3 separate regions of the Mus musculus genome follow, and all the other regions are linked to region 1. The links are chromatin contacts, called in public promoter capture Hi-C maps. All regions are on one chromosome and are shown on one strand. Each heading gives the region's core, a stretch centred on a gene start, on an enhancer-like site or on the middle of the called end of the contact. The rest is flanking DNA. Distances are from core to core; before and after follow the strand shown. Region 1 holds the start of Rps7 (ribosomal protein S7). Region 2 holds the start of Cbll1 (Casitas B-lineage lymphoma-like 1). Region 3 holds the start of 4930480M12Rik (RIKEN cDNA 4930480M12 gene).

Evidence for each region. Promoter capture Hi-C pulls out the DNA fragments that hold promoters and counts their contacts. Capture Hi-C pulls out chosen DNA fragments and counts their contacts.
Region 2: a promoter capture Hi-C map of adipose tissue shows a contact between it and region 1, with 3 times the contacts expected there. The contact joins the promoter of Cbll1 here to the promoter of Rps7 in region 1. A contact is called at or near these places in 1 of 39 promoter capture datasets (pre-B cells), 6 of 484 Hi-C or Micro-C datasets (B cells, CD4 T cells, CD8 T cells and 1 more), 4 of 115 datasets of contacts at active chromatin or transcription factors (astrocytes, memory CD8 T cells, regulatory T cells and 1 more) and 2 of 9 other capture datasets (adipose tissue and liver).
Region 3: a promoter capture Hi-C map of hippocampal neurons shows a contact between it and region 1, with 6 times the contacts expected there. The contact joins the promoter of 4930480M12Rik here to the promoter of Rps7 in region 1. A contact is called at or near these places in 3 of 39 promoter capture datasets (hippocampal neurons and liver).

The regions. Positions count from the first base shown.
Region 1 is chr12:28,634,005-28,638,330 of GRCm38.p6, reverse strand. It overlaps Rps7 (ribosomal protein S7), which reads left to right and starts at 2,378. Exons shown (of 7, transcript NM_011300.3): 1 at 2,378-2,475; 2 at 2,668-2,751; 3 at 2,844-2,915; 4 at 3,979-4,122. The coding sequence starts at 2,677.
Region 2 is chr12:31,497,131-31,501,456 of GRCm38.p6, reverse strand. Cbll1 (Casitas B-lineage lymphoma-like 1) reads left to right here and starts at 1,841. Exons shown (of 6, transcript NM_001253847.1): 1 at 1,841-1,934. The coding sequence starts at 1,922. It overlaps Gm40362 (a long non-coding RNA gene), which reads right to left and starts at 1,837. Exons shown (of 2, transcript XR_872643.3): 1 at 1,611-1,837.
Region 3 is chr12:26,208,747-26,213,072 of GRCm38.p6, reverse strand. 4930480M12Rik (RIKEN cDNA 4930480M12 gene) reads right to left here and starts at 1,806. Exons shown (of 3, transcript NR_046278.1): 1 at 1,757-1,806. Gm29687 (predicted gene, 29687) reads left to right here and starts at 2,568. Exons shown (of 5, transcript NR_131149.1): 1 at 2,568-2,670; 2 at 3,392-3,443.

The DNA of each region.
Region 1 (4,326 bases), core at 1,129-3,628:
CTACCTGTCTCTACTTCCTGACCTCTGGACTGACTAGTGGTGAATGCTGCTACCCTCCTCTGCCTGAACCTTTAAAAATTAGAAAGATTGCAACCAGGTGGTGGTGGCGCACGCCTTTAATTCCAGCACTCAGGAGGCAGAGGCAGGCTGAGCTATATGAGTCCAAGGCCAGCCTGGTCTACAGAGTAAGATCCAAGACAGCCAGGGCTACACAGAGAAACCCTGTCTTGAAAAAAAAAAAAAAGACAAAAGACAAAAGACAAAACAAAGGATCTGGCTCGTAGTTGAGTAATAATTTCTCCACTCACCTTGACAGACAGTAAAACCCAAAAGGCTAAATAATCTATCTCTGCTCCAGAATGTGGTGTAAGGGTGAAATGTACCTGGTGCCAAGTGACTGGGTCCTAACTGCTCCTTCATGTCCCAGGGTAGTACTATCATCCCTTTCTTTCTTTTTTTAAATTTTATTTTATTTTATTTTATTTTTTGGTTTTTCGAGACAGGGTTTCTCTGTATAGCCCTGGCTGTCCTGGAACTCACTACCAGGCTGGCTTCGAACTCTGAAATCTGCCTGCCTCTGCCTCCCAAGTGCTGGGACTAAAGGTGTGCGCCATCATGCCCAGCTCTATCATCCCTTTCAAAGGCTTTCCTAACTCCCTAAAGTGTACATCTGTCCTCCTTACACTTTCGCACATTTTTTTGTTATGCAAGCCATAACAAAATATTGTATATTTATTTTTTAAAAAAATTTATTTATTTAATATACGTAAATACACTGTAGTTGTTTTTAGACACACCAGAAGAGGGCATCTGATCTCATTGCGGATGGTTGTGAGCCACCATGTGGTTGCTGGGATTTGAACTCAGGACCTTCAGAAGAGCAGTCATCGCTCTCTGACCCACTGAGCCATCCCTCCAGTCCTGTATATTTCATCATGTATTTACATAATGTCTTTACCAAACTGTGTTTTCCGTGATGACAAGGATTCACTTGGTTTTAGTAACCAGCTTCTAGGCTAAAACAGGCTATTCAACTACATGTGAATCAGGTGTGCTTGTATTGCCTGTCTAGAGCAGAGCCTCACAGGGCACATGAAGTTAGGGTGACAGTCAGCAGTGGTGGGCATTTCTTCAGTAAACATTGCTTTGATGAGTTTGTTGTTTCCCATCCTCAGATCTTTCTGACTTACTGTTCCTAATCTGTCTGTCTGTCTCTTTTTTTCTGACAATGCCCTGACTAAAGGAAATTGCTCCACTATAGAGAGTGCTCTCCCAGGGCTGTCTTCATTCTTTTTTTTTTTTTTTTTCTCCCTTTTGGTTTTTCCAGACAAGGTTTCTCTATGTAGCCCTGGCTGTCCTGTAGACCAGGCTGGCCTCAAACTCAGAGATCTGTCTGCCTCTGCCTCTCCCTCTCGAGTGTTGAGATTAAAGGTTCATTCTGTTTTAGTGTTTCTCACTGACCTGGCTTCCTTGCTCTCCCCACCTTTTAGGGCTTAACTGTCCCTGTTTTGCAGGTAGCCCAGGCAGGCAGAAGCCTGGCCTTCTACAGCTAACCCCACCGTCAGCTTCCGTTATTGGTACTCTCTGAAAATGGATTTTTTTTTTTTTTTTTTTTTTTTGAGACAGGGTCTCTATTGCAGCTCTGGCACTCGCAGACCAAGCCTGCCTTCACAGTGATCCCCGCCTCTGAATCCTGAGAAAAGGCATGAGCCACCATATTTAGCATTCTCGGCAGATGTTCAACAGGGCAGCTTCATACTTGTGAAGACAGGGGTTCCTGGACATGTTCTAGAATCGTCTGCTGTACCAAGCAATATACGTAAAAACCAGGAATTAATGACTATTAATTAACACTACCTCACTAATTTGATTCCCTATAGGAAGAGCTGAACACAAGTCTGATTCCCGCCCCAACCCCGTACCTCATTTTTTGATACATGGTTTGTATACGTAGCCCTGTCTGTCCCAGAACTCTCTTTGTAGACCAGGCTGGCCCCAAACTCAAGAGATCCGCCTGCCTCTGCCTCCCGAGTGCTGGGATTACAGGCGTGCGCCACCACCATGCTGATTCCCTTTCATTGTGTTAGCAGGAAACGCGGAGAAAGCTGGGGACTAATGAAACATTTGAAACGTCCCATCTTCGTGGGGAAGGAAGCTGCTTTCTTTCTTTTTCCTAGGGCCGTCCGGCCGCCACCACTCTGCCCAGGTCTCCAACTAGGGGAGCGGAGAATTTTCACCAACGGAGCCGAACGCTGACGACTACCGGGAACAAGCGAAACCGGCACGCTCATCCTCCCGCATTAGTTCCCAGTAGGGAACTATTTTCCGGTACACTCTAGGCGGTCCAACTCTTTTCAGAAGAGCTTCCGGTTTCCACCCACCTACTTCCGCTGTCCCCACCTCTTTTCTTCCGCCACCCGGATATGAGCCGTTCTCGCGAGAGCCGTCCCTCTTTCTAAGCCGGCGATCCGTCAGGTAGGTTCGCGGGCCGCAATGTGGCCGCGGTTTTTCGCAGAGTTTGGGGGAACAGACTCTTGGGGGGCGTCCGGGGCGGCAGAGCCTGCTCCCCGGGGTGGGATGCAGCGGATTATCCGCCTTGCGCCCGTAGATGGCCCCGGCTTTGGCGGCCCGCGCCCCAGGTGACCGGTGGCACCTTCCTCCCCTCAGGGTGAAGCCATGTTCAGCTCGAGCGCCAAGATCGTGAAGCCCAATGGCGAGAAGCCGGACGAGTTCGAGTCTGGCATCTCTCAGGTGAGCTTGTCGCCCGGGTGCCCCCCGCGATCGCGCTTGACCTCAGGGTCCCCTGACCCCCGGCATGGCGCCCACGTTCTCTGTCTCCCCAGGCGCTGCTCGAGCTGGAGATGAACTCCGATCTCAAGGCGCAGCTGCGGGAACTCAACATCACCGCAGCCAAGGTGAGCGGGGACCCCGGAGTGCGCTCGCTCGCTGCCCACGGGTGGTTGACAGCCTCTATTCCCGGGGCAAGAGACGGGAGGGCAGCAGACAGGGACTTCCAGTGCAGGCCAGTCTCACGCTTAAGTCCGTGCTGCCTTCTGCACTTGATTGCTGGACTTTTTTTTTTTTTTTTTTCTTTCCCCACTGACATTAACCTTAACTTTTTGGAAGTGTTTAGACCCAGTACCACTCGGTTGAGGATCAGTGGGTGTTTCTGAGTTTGGCGTTTGACAGGTGTTTCGTTTTTGTAAGTTAGTATTTTGCTTCTGTTAATGTACATGCACCTTGCGTGTTCCTGAAACTTGAATTACAAATGCTTGTGAGTGCTGGGAACTGAACCTGGGTCCTGTGCCCTGAACTACCACTGCTCAGCCACCCAGGGAGAGTGTTAATTTTATTGAGTTTTTTGGTCAATTTCATAGTGTTGGAAAGTTTTGAATTTGGAGAAGAGCCTTACATCAGAGATACCCAGGCCATGGTGAATTTAAAGTTGACCTTTCTAGATGGTTCAATCATGTTGGGAGATCCTGAGGTGGCACATGGCCAGAGTCATGGTCTGATCAGACTCACCAGACAGAATCTCTTCTAACCTAGGCTGGTCTCCCGACTTGGATTGTAGTTGAGGCTAGCCTTGAACTCCGTCCTCCTGCCTCTACCTCTCCAGTGCTAGGATGATGGACATATGGACATAGCTCTCTGCTGGCCTTTTGGTGTCTCTTGTAGAGTCACCGGGATTGTGCGATGGAGGCTCCACCTTAGAACCTCAATATGAGCGTCATGGTTTAACTTGCGAACCCCTAGGCTATGTCCAAACCACAGGAGAATGTTTGAGGGGGGAGTTGTTTGCTGGTTGTGGCAGAGCATATTAATCTTAGCACTTGGGACTACAAGGACTACAAGGACTCTGCCTCAGAAGGGGGCGGGTCCTTGATTCAGGTGGTATTTGGCTGTGAGTGGTGCCATTTGAATGAGGAAGATGGAGGTTAAGGACTGAAAAATGACACAGACATTTTTTCCTCCCAGGAAATCGAAGTTGGTGGTGGTCGGAAAGCTATCATAATTTTTGTACCAGTTCCTCAGCTTAAATCTTTCCAGAAAATCCAAGTCCGGCTAGTTCGTGAATTGGAGAAAAAGTTCAGTGGCAAGCACGTGGTCTTCATTGCTCAGGTATCCATCTGCTCAGTTGCCCCTCTTCAATTCCTGGGGCTTAAGTTCTGTTGGTGAGGATGCTGTCAGCCCTGTTGGTGGAAAGCTCAGCCTAGGGTGTTGGGGTGAGAGTGGGAAGTCTGCTGGTCTGGGAGTAGCAGGCTGGAGGGGCTGGTATGGGACAGTGCTTGAGTTCAGGATTGGCTTTGGTGCAGTGTGCAGGGT
Region 2 (4,326 bases), core at 592-3,091, 2.9 Mb before region 1:
CTGAGCAGGAAGAGGAAGTAGTAGACCAAACATGGCCAGAGGTTTGGACCCAGCCACGAGAGGAAATAGGGACAAGAGAGGAAAATGAGAATGAGAGAGGGGAGGGGAAGAAGGGAAGGAGGGAGGGAAAGAGACGAGGGAAAGACAAATGCCAGGGTTATACAGAAAAGCAAAGCCTGGGGGGGGGGGGGAGGGAAGCCCATGAGCTGAAGTGTAGGGTCCACGGGGCTGAGAGGAGCCACTGGTACTTATGATATTGTGATACTGAGGAAGCCTCCTGGAGGCCAGCAAGTACGCACCACACTTAGCCATTTGTCCCAGTTCCTTCTGTAGCAGACAGTGGTTAAATAGCCCAGCGCATCAGCCCTAGATTGAGAGACATACCAGTACCCAACCCCACCCGACTAATTCCAGCAACTGAAAAATTATGAAAAACACCCCGTAGTACAGAAACTTACATTTTTAACAACAACAAAACCAAAAGGATATCGACTTAGAAATGTCCTTATTTGAGTGTACCTACAACCTTGTTTGTAAAGCCGCAATGAGTGGGAGTCTTGGAAAAGACCACAATTAAGACAATCACTAAATAACATGGTATACTTACACTAGGATCACTGCAGTGTTAGTCACCGTTGTTACTGTGCAACGCACACAACACATTGCTACACATACTTGATTCAGAATTGAGTACTGTGAAAATATTTTTAAGAAAGGCCAACATAATAATGTTTTATTGATCTAGGAACTCTGGCACTGAAAGCGTGAACAACCCAAGGTAACGATGTCGTCACCAAGGGACAAGCATAGAGCCCAAATCCCTTGACTCCTAGGCTGATGTTTTCCACTAATTGTGTTCCTTTCTACTCATACGAGAGCTTCAAGTGTGAAGGGCTGGGGAAGGCAGAAGACCTATTATGAGCCAAATCGAGGTGGGGGGTGCTCTGAAGGTCTTCAGCAGTCGCCGTTGACACTCTTCTTTGTTTTGGCTGAGCAAGATGAAAGCGGCAACCACAGACCCCAGGGACCAAGAACTGGAACTAGGTACCGCCTGTTGTGGTAACTCTCTTTTCTTCAGTCGGGGCCTGCCCTTTCTCATCTCTTCCTTCTAGTCAAGCTCTAACGCTCTCCCTCCGACTCCATCGGTCCCTATCTTCCCTCCTTCACCCCCTTTGCACACAACTGCTTTGTATTTTCGTTGAACGGGGACCTCCTGGTGCTCCCTCCAGCTTTAGCAGGGATTCCAGGAGCCTGGTGGTGTTCTCTAGAGCCATGGGCTAGTTAGCATTGTAACACGCGATTCAGTTGAGAAACTACGGTGGGAGCCAGGGCAAACGCGCGTGTCGAGTGGGCGTTGGGGTTCCTCAGGACAAAGCACAATTAGACAATGAGGACCTTGCCTCCCTCCCGGACGCCTAACACAGCTTCCCTCGGGCACCCACGGAGCGTGCGTGTTTACACTTCTCTACACCCGGCGGCGGATCCGGGGGGCATTCCAAACCGTTACTCCGCCCGCTGGGGTGGGACCAGCCCAACGGCTGAGACTGCGCTCTGGGCGGACTACAAATCCCAGAAGGCCTCGCGCCGCAGGGGGGCGGGCGGCGGCTTACCTGCCTGCCGCGCTTCCCTTTGGTTCCTATTGCTTTCTCACTGCGAGAAGTATCATTCCTACAGCTGAGGGCTGCCTCTGGGGAGAACTAGCAGCCTCGACACCAAAACCCTCGTGTTCCCCCTCTTCCCGCCTCAGTCCTGGCTATGTCTGACTCCTTCGCCGGAGTCGGGTGCTACGGCTAGGGAGGGAAGCCCGTGAGAGCAGTTCGGGCGCACTTCCGCCTCTGCGCTCCGGAAGGTAGGGCGCAGGCGCTTACTGCGACTCCGGAGCGACTGACTTCCGTTCCCACTGTGCCCCGCGAGCCGAATCATGGATCACACTGGTAAGGAGGCGGAGGCAGCGGGGGTCCTAGTTTCTTGCCCCCGTGGCTCGTGTGGGACTGGTCGCCCAGCAGGCACAAGGGGCTATGCTCGCCCCACTGCGCCGGGACGTGGCGGAGAGGAAGCAAGCTCAGACCCGGTCCCGGGCTGAGTCTGCTGCTTCCCGGCCTACCCTCCGGAGCGGTGCCTCCATCCTGGAGACCGGCAGCACGGCTCCTTTGGTGCCGCTGAGCTCGTTTCGGGACCCTCCTCCGCGCAGACTTGTTGGAAAGGGAGGGTCCCAGTTTTGTTTTTGTTTTTGTTCTCATTCCGGTTGCTTTGCACTTTTGCTGGGGAAATAGGCGGGCGTTTTCCACTCTCGGAATTGGAGAAGCGTCCGGACTCTGGGCGAGAGTGGGTTGGAGACTTCCTGCTGCCTCTCGGCTTCGGGCGGCTGCTGCAGTGGTCACCGCCTGTGGTTATTGTCTTGTTGGCTTTTCGCGGACTAGTGGTTAGAGAAGAGAGTCGGATATAGTTTTCGAAGTTATAAGCGGAGCATCTTTTCTACCGGAACTCAAAGCATGCCCGGTCCTTCGGCCGTGGTCCTTTCGCATCTTTTGGGGACATCGCATATTACGAGTAGCTTCAAACCTCATTTCTGCTGGCTTCGTTTTCTTGGTTTTAGTTTTAGCACTTGGCTTTGAGTGCTTCAGACAGTTTTATCGCCAAGCAGGAGGAAAGGCTTTTTCTTTAGGAATTGACTGAGTGCGCCCAGTCTTCAAACACTAAGTTATATAATTGCATGCAGATACTTGTAGGCTTGGAGATAGAATGGTGGAATGGTAAACAATAAGACTACGTTCTTGTCTTCGAGTTTTCATTCTGTCAAAGGAGACAAGCAGATTGGTTTCTTCTTTAACAGCTGTTTACAATTTGTGGTGAGAACTTTTAGAAACAGGTGCTTGCCGGGCAGTGGTGGCGCACGCCTTTGATCTCAGCACTTGGGAGGCAGAGGCAGGCGAATTTCTAAGTTTGAGGCAAGCCTGGTCTACAGAGTGAGTTCCAGGACAGCCAGGACTACACAGAGAAACCCTGTCTCGAAAAACCAAAAAAAAAAAAAAAAGAAAAGAAAAGAAAAGAGAGAGAAATGAATGCCCATGGAGTAGGAAGTTTCAGAGTGCCAGGGAAAGGTGTTTTTGGAATGGTAGGAAGGTATAGAGAGGACCAAATGTCGGTAGACTAGTTAGCTTTAAGTTGAGAAGGAGAACACAAATTACCTTTTTCAGGACTTTGAAAATCATGATAAAGGGTTTAAGTGGCTATGAAGCAACAATTTTGACTCTTCTATGGAGAATGGTGTAGGAGAGGAACAACAGAAGTAAGTATAAATCATCTATGGGTGGTTGCAGTGCCACAGAGGGAGGCTCAGTTTAGTTGAATCGAAGCTCAGTGGTAGAGCAACTTAACCAGCTAGCACGGGTCCCCAGCAACGCCGTAGGGAGAATGGGAGCAGGACAGAGAGAGTAGGCAGGGGGAGTGGGAGCAGGACATAGAGTAGGCAGTTGCCACAAATATTTTGGTGGAGAATCCAGCAGCTGCTAATAGGTTGGTTTGTGGAAGTATGTGAGAGAAATGAAAAAAACCTGAGTTTCCCAGTAGAGTGTCTTGATACTGCATGGGTAAAAGTATTACCCTAGTTTCTAAGTTATTAGCCAAAGATTGCCTGGGGAAATAAAAATTATTCTAACATGAAAATAATCACTACTGACCTAGCTAAGGTTAAAAAATGAGTTTCAGGGCCCGGTGGTGGTGGCGCACGCCTTTAATCCCAGCACTTGGGAGGCAGAGGCAGGCAAATTTCTGAGTTCAAGGCCAGCCTGGTCTACAAAGTGAGTTCCAGGACAGCCAGGGCTATACAGAGAAACCCTGTCTCGAAAAACAAAAAACAACAAAAAAGTGTTTCCAGACAGCTCTCCTTTCTGTTTAATGTTAGCTTTTCTAGATTTTAAATCAGTTATGACAAAGTCTCCTAGTGCTTCAGTTTTTTTGTTTTTTTTTTTTTTGGTTTTTTGAGACAGGGTTTCTCTGCGTAGCCCTGGCTGTCCTGGAACTGACTTTGTAGACCAGGCTGGCCTTGAACTCAGAAATTTGCCTGCCTCTGCCTCCCAAGTGCTGGGATTAAAGGCGTGCGCCACTACGCCCGGCGTGCTTCAGTTTTAATTGCTGCACATTTTGAGAAGAAAAATATGAAATTAAGCCAAAGACTCAAACTTTCACAAAATAAATACAAATTTGAATCATAGAGCCTTTGGCAAACCAAGAAATGGTAGTTAGCTAGTTAATTGACAATTTTCTGACTGAGTAGACTTCTCAAAATAATGATTTTTAATGTCAAAGGATCAAGAGGTCTTGTAA
Region 3 (4,326 bases), core at 557-3,056, 2.4 Mb after region 1:
TTTGCAGCAATGGCGGTGGTCTCTGTGGTCTTTCTGAGTAAGGGTCTTTTGATGAACTCTAACAAAGTCACAAATCAGGCTGTCCACTAGAATTCAAATCAGATTTTATATTTCAGGGGTTTATAAAAAACCAAAAGAGCAAACAACAAACAGACAGACAAAAAAAAAAAAAAAAAAAAAAAAAAAAAAAAAAAACTCCAAAAAACAAAAAAACCCTCCAGAAGACATAGAAAGAGGTAGCTAGCCAGTTTTCACCACTAACTCGCTTTCAGGGACCTGGGGCCATTTGATGACAGGTTTGCTTTGCTCCTCTATCCTGTGGGTAGACTGCACCCACTGTCTTCATTTCCTGGGCTGTAGTGCTCCCATCCATAAATCAGGGAAACTGGAGATCAGTAATGAAGGGGGTCAGCCAGTTTCACTATTAAATTCCTCAAAGCTGTGGAAGCTGGCCCTGGTGTCTAATCTCACTCCCAGTGTATTGTAATGTCATAGTAACCCAGGTGCAGTCCCCAGGATTTCATCAGAGAGGGCACAGACAATGCCCAGGCTATGAGGCTAGGAATCAGTCCAACAGGTGTTTATTTGTTTGTTATTGTTGAAATTCAGAATCTGAATTACAGTTCCATTAAAAGGGGGACCAAAAAAAAATCTGCCTCTTTCTAGATAGAACCAATCAGTTAAGGGAACAAGAATGAAATATCCTGGAATATGACATATAGTACTGCTGATACTGGATCCTAGGCTTCCGGATTGGGAAGGAAAAAGGACAAGTTTTATCAGGAGATGAGAGCCCTTTGGGAAGGAGCCCAGTAGCTCCTAACTCTCCCTGACTCCCCAGCTGACAACAGTGAAACACTGATTAAGAGGCTGCTGTTTTTTTCCCAATGGTAGCAGCAATCGTTCCCTGGAAGCCAGCTCTCTTGATTAATGTATAAAGGAGATGCGAAAACATACACTCTGCTTTTCTGATACTAAATATACACACCTTTAATCTCTGTTCTCCAGCCTATGCAAGAGCTCACCAGAGAAGAAAATCAAATAGCATACTGTATACAGAAGCTCTCTCCCCCCAAATGCCTGGTTCCTGATTAGAGCAAGAAGAAAGAATAGGATGCCACAGGGAAAGGCACACATCCAAACTATGGAGAGATATCATATTCCTTCTCTCAAGGAAGTGAGGAGCATCTATATGTTTTAATTAAAATATGAAATGCATTTAAGTAAATCTCACTAAGCTCTGAGTCAGCACCTTTAGAAATCATTTTCTCTTTGTTGCAGCCAAATGCAAAGTGATTGATCCGACTGCGAAGTGTAGGGTTTGTGGGACTGTATCAATCCGCCATTTGGAGACTCCGCGCCAACAGTTGTATTTGGTAAGGCGAGTACTAGAGGGAACTCGTAGAAAACTAAAATGCTTGTCAACAGATGAGACACAAATGTACGATCCAAAGCTGTTTCTGGAACGAGCCATTTGGGGAACTGCCACACAGCTTGAGAGATCTGAAAGAAAATGCAGGCTCCACGTGACAACTTTAAATAAAACATAAAGGCCTTTGCTCACAGGGTGGGGGGTCTTACTCTTGCTGATCTACTAGTTTTCCCTGAAAATTGTATTAGCTTGGAAAGTAAACACAATTACTCTGTGAATGCAAATTATGCTTCTAACTAATTACTGATCGAATCCAGCAAAGGACAGCCACATTTTTGTCTTTTGAAATATAATATAAGAAACATTTGTAGTGTGGAGGCTTACCTTGTCCGTCCGAGGAAATTAATTTTCTTTCCTTACCCAGAAAGATTGGTAATTAGCTGGGAGTGTGATGTTCCCTTGTTGCTATGACTACAGCAAGACTTCATAAGGCCCCAGGACTGAGAAAGAGCAAAGGTGACAGAGCCCTTGAGGGAGAGATACTTCCTTGCGGAGCAAGTACAGCCAGCTACCCACCCCATCACACAAGAAGAAGAGGAGCTGGGTTAAGCCTACGGTGCTAATTTACAAAGTATTTTAAAATCAAAGATTGTCCGCACAACATTGTTAACTTTATCTTCTTTTTTCCCCCTCCTTTTTCTTCCTCTGTTTTAAACCCAGGTGTTCTAGGTAATTTGATATTGCTATTGCCTCCAGGGATTTTGTTTGTTTGCTAGTTTTAATCCAAGGAAGTAAAAGAGGCCTCTCAGAGCCACAAGGTTGAAGGTCAAAGATCCCTGGGGTCTGCTGAGCCTAAAAACCCTCCCATGTGGACATTTTCTTAGGTAGAGGAGGCTGCCCATGCTGGAATTTGAGTTTGAGAGCAAGCTTAAACCCCAGAAGCTTCACAATCTTAAACAAGACTGATTCCCCATCATCCTAGTCTTACTTTCCCTGTTGCTTTCTTAACGTTTGATATGAATCTAGGATTCTGTAGGATAGACTTGGACCACCAACACACTTGTTTTTCTGTTTTAAATATGTCACGTTATGAGTCTGTTGTCCTGTTCCCAGCATCCCCCACGTGCTGAGGCAGGTGCTGGCATGAAGCGAGTGAGTGTGAGCCTTTAGGGAATTCACGTGGAAGGGAAGGAGAAGGGTGCACTTACAGGAATAGCATTGGTGCTTAGGGTAGGAAATGAAGGAACGGAGACAAACCTTGACCAATTCGGAGCTACCAAAGTGGAGGACATGGTGAGGTAGGCATGCAGTGATCACAGATAGCAGATGAGCCTCATGGTCTCTTTTCCTCTAAGAATCATACAAGGAGTTTTGAGCATTTCCTTGTGAGGGATCCTATCATTGTCACAGTATAAGTAAATCACATGCAAAGCTACATACTTTTGTCTCATGCATTACAGAAAAAAAGGAAAGCCAAAATTCAGCTCTGGAAGTCTAAGAATGTATGGCTATATTTCTAAAATGTAGCCCATCATACAAAGAAAACAAAAAGACAGACACTCAGTGACGACTTCCTCCTCCTCCTCCTCCTCCTCCTCCTCCTCCCTCCCTCCCTCCCTCCCTCCCTCCCTCCCTCTCCCTCCTTCTCTCTCTTTCTCTCTCCTACCCCTCTCCCCCGTGTGTGTATGGGTGTAGTGGGTGGGTATACACAACTGTACATGTATGTGTAGAAGCCAGTGTGAGATGTATTCTCCATCATGGTAGTAGGTGGGTGTGCACATCTGTGCATGCATGTGTTGAAGCCAGCAGTCAGTATGAGATGTCTTCTTTTGGTACCTTCTCCTGTCTAGAACCGTAAGCCAAAATAAACTCTTGCTCCCATAATTCACTTCTAGTTGTGGCATTTTATCTCAGCAACAGAGAAGTAGCTGAGACATTAAGGTAACAATGTAGTGGCAGAGCTTGTGCTTAGCATTGGAAGGTTCTGATTTCAATCTCTAGTGTATCCTCTCCCCACAGAGAACATCATTACCCATCAACACAACAGAAACCTTTATATCCCTTAAAAATGGTGAGTACATTTTATATTTCTTCTTTGGAACAAATTTTATACTATAAAAAATTAAGAAGTATGTTTATATAGTGTTCTATTATTTATCTTTAAAAAATGAGTGTGAGCCTTAATAAGTTAAAATAGTTGTCATGGATGCTTGATGGCTTGGGTTTAATTCATGAAACCCATAAGGTGAGAGGAAAAGCATCCCTCAAACTCTACACTTTTGCCTAGGCAAGTACAACCATACAGACATGGACACAGACACAGACACAGACACAGACACAGACACAGACACAGACACAGACACAGACATAGATGCACATGCACGCACACACAGAGAGGGAGAGGGAGAGGGAGAGGGAGAGGGAGAGGGAGAGGGAGAGGGAGAAAGAGGGAGAGGGAGAAAGAGGGAGAGGGAGAGCAGAGTTGATTAATTGAAAACAAATAAAAGCTTAATGTATTCATTTAAAGATTAATATATACATACTTGTACATAAATATGGTGCTTCTGGGAGAGTACATAAGAAACTGGTGAGCTGGTTTTCTTTGCTAAGACATGAGAAAGGTATAATTTTTCTTGATTTCTCGTTCATGCACTGTGACAACTGTGTCATATTTTTAAATGAGTCCTACGAAAGTGGGCATATCAACTAAGGAGAAAAACTGCTTTACTCACTCAATTTAGAATTTATTTTTTCTCTCCTTTCTTATGAATCCTGGAATATTCTTAGCTGTTTTTATTACTTCCCCCTTCCTTTTGTCCTCCTCTGCCTTTGTGTTAGCAGCCACAGTCTCTTGAGTGTCCTGTTTCGTCTGCTTTATTTTTCTGTAGAACTTCATGGATTCTTTTGTAATTTCTGCAGCACTGCTACCAATTTAACCATGTTTTGACCACTAC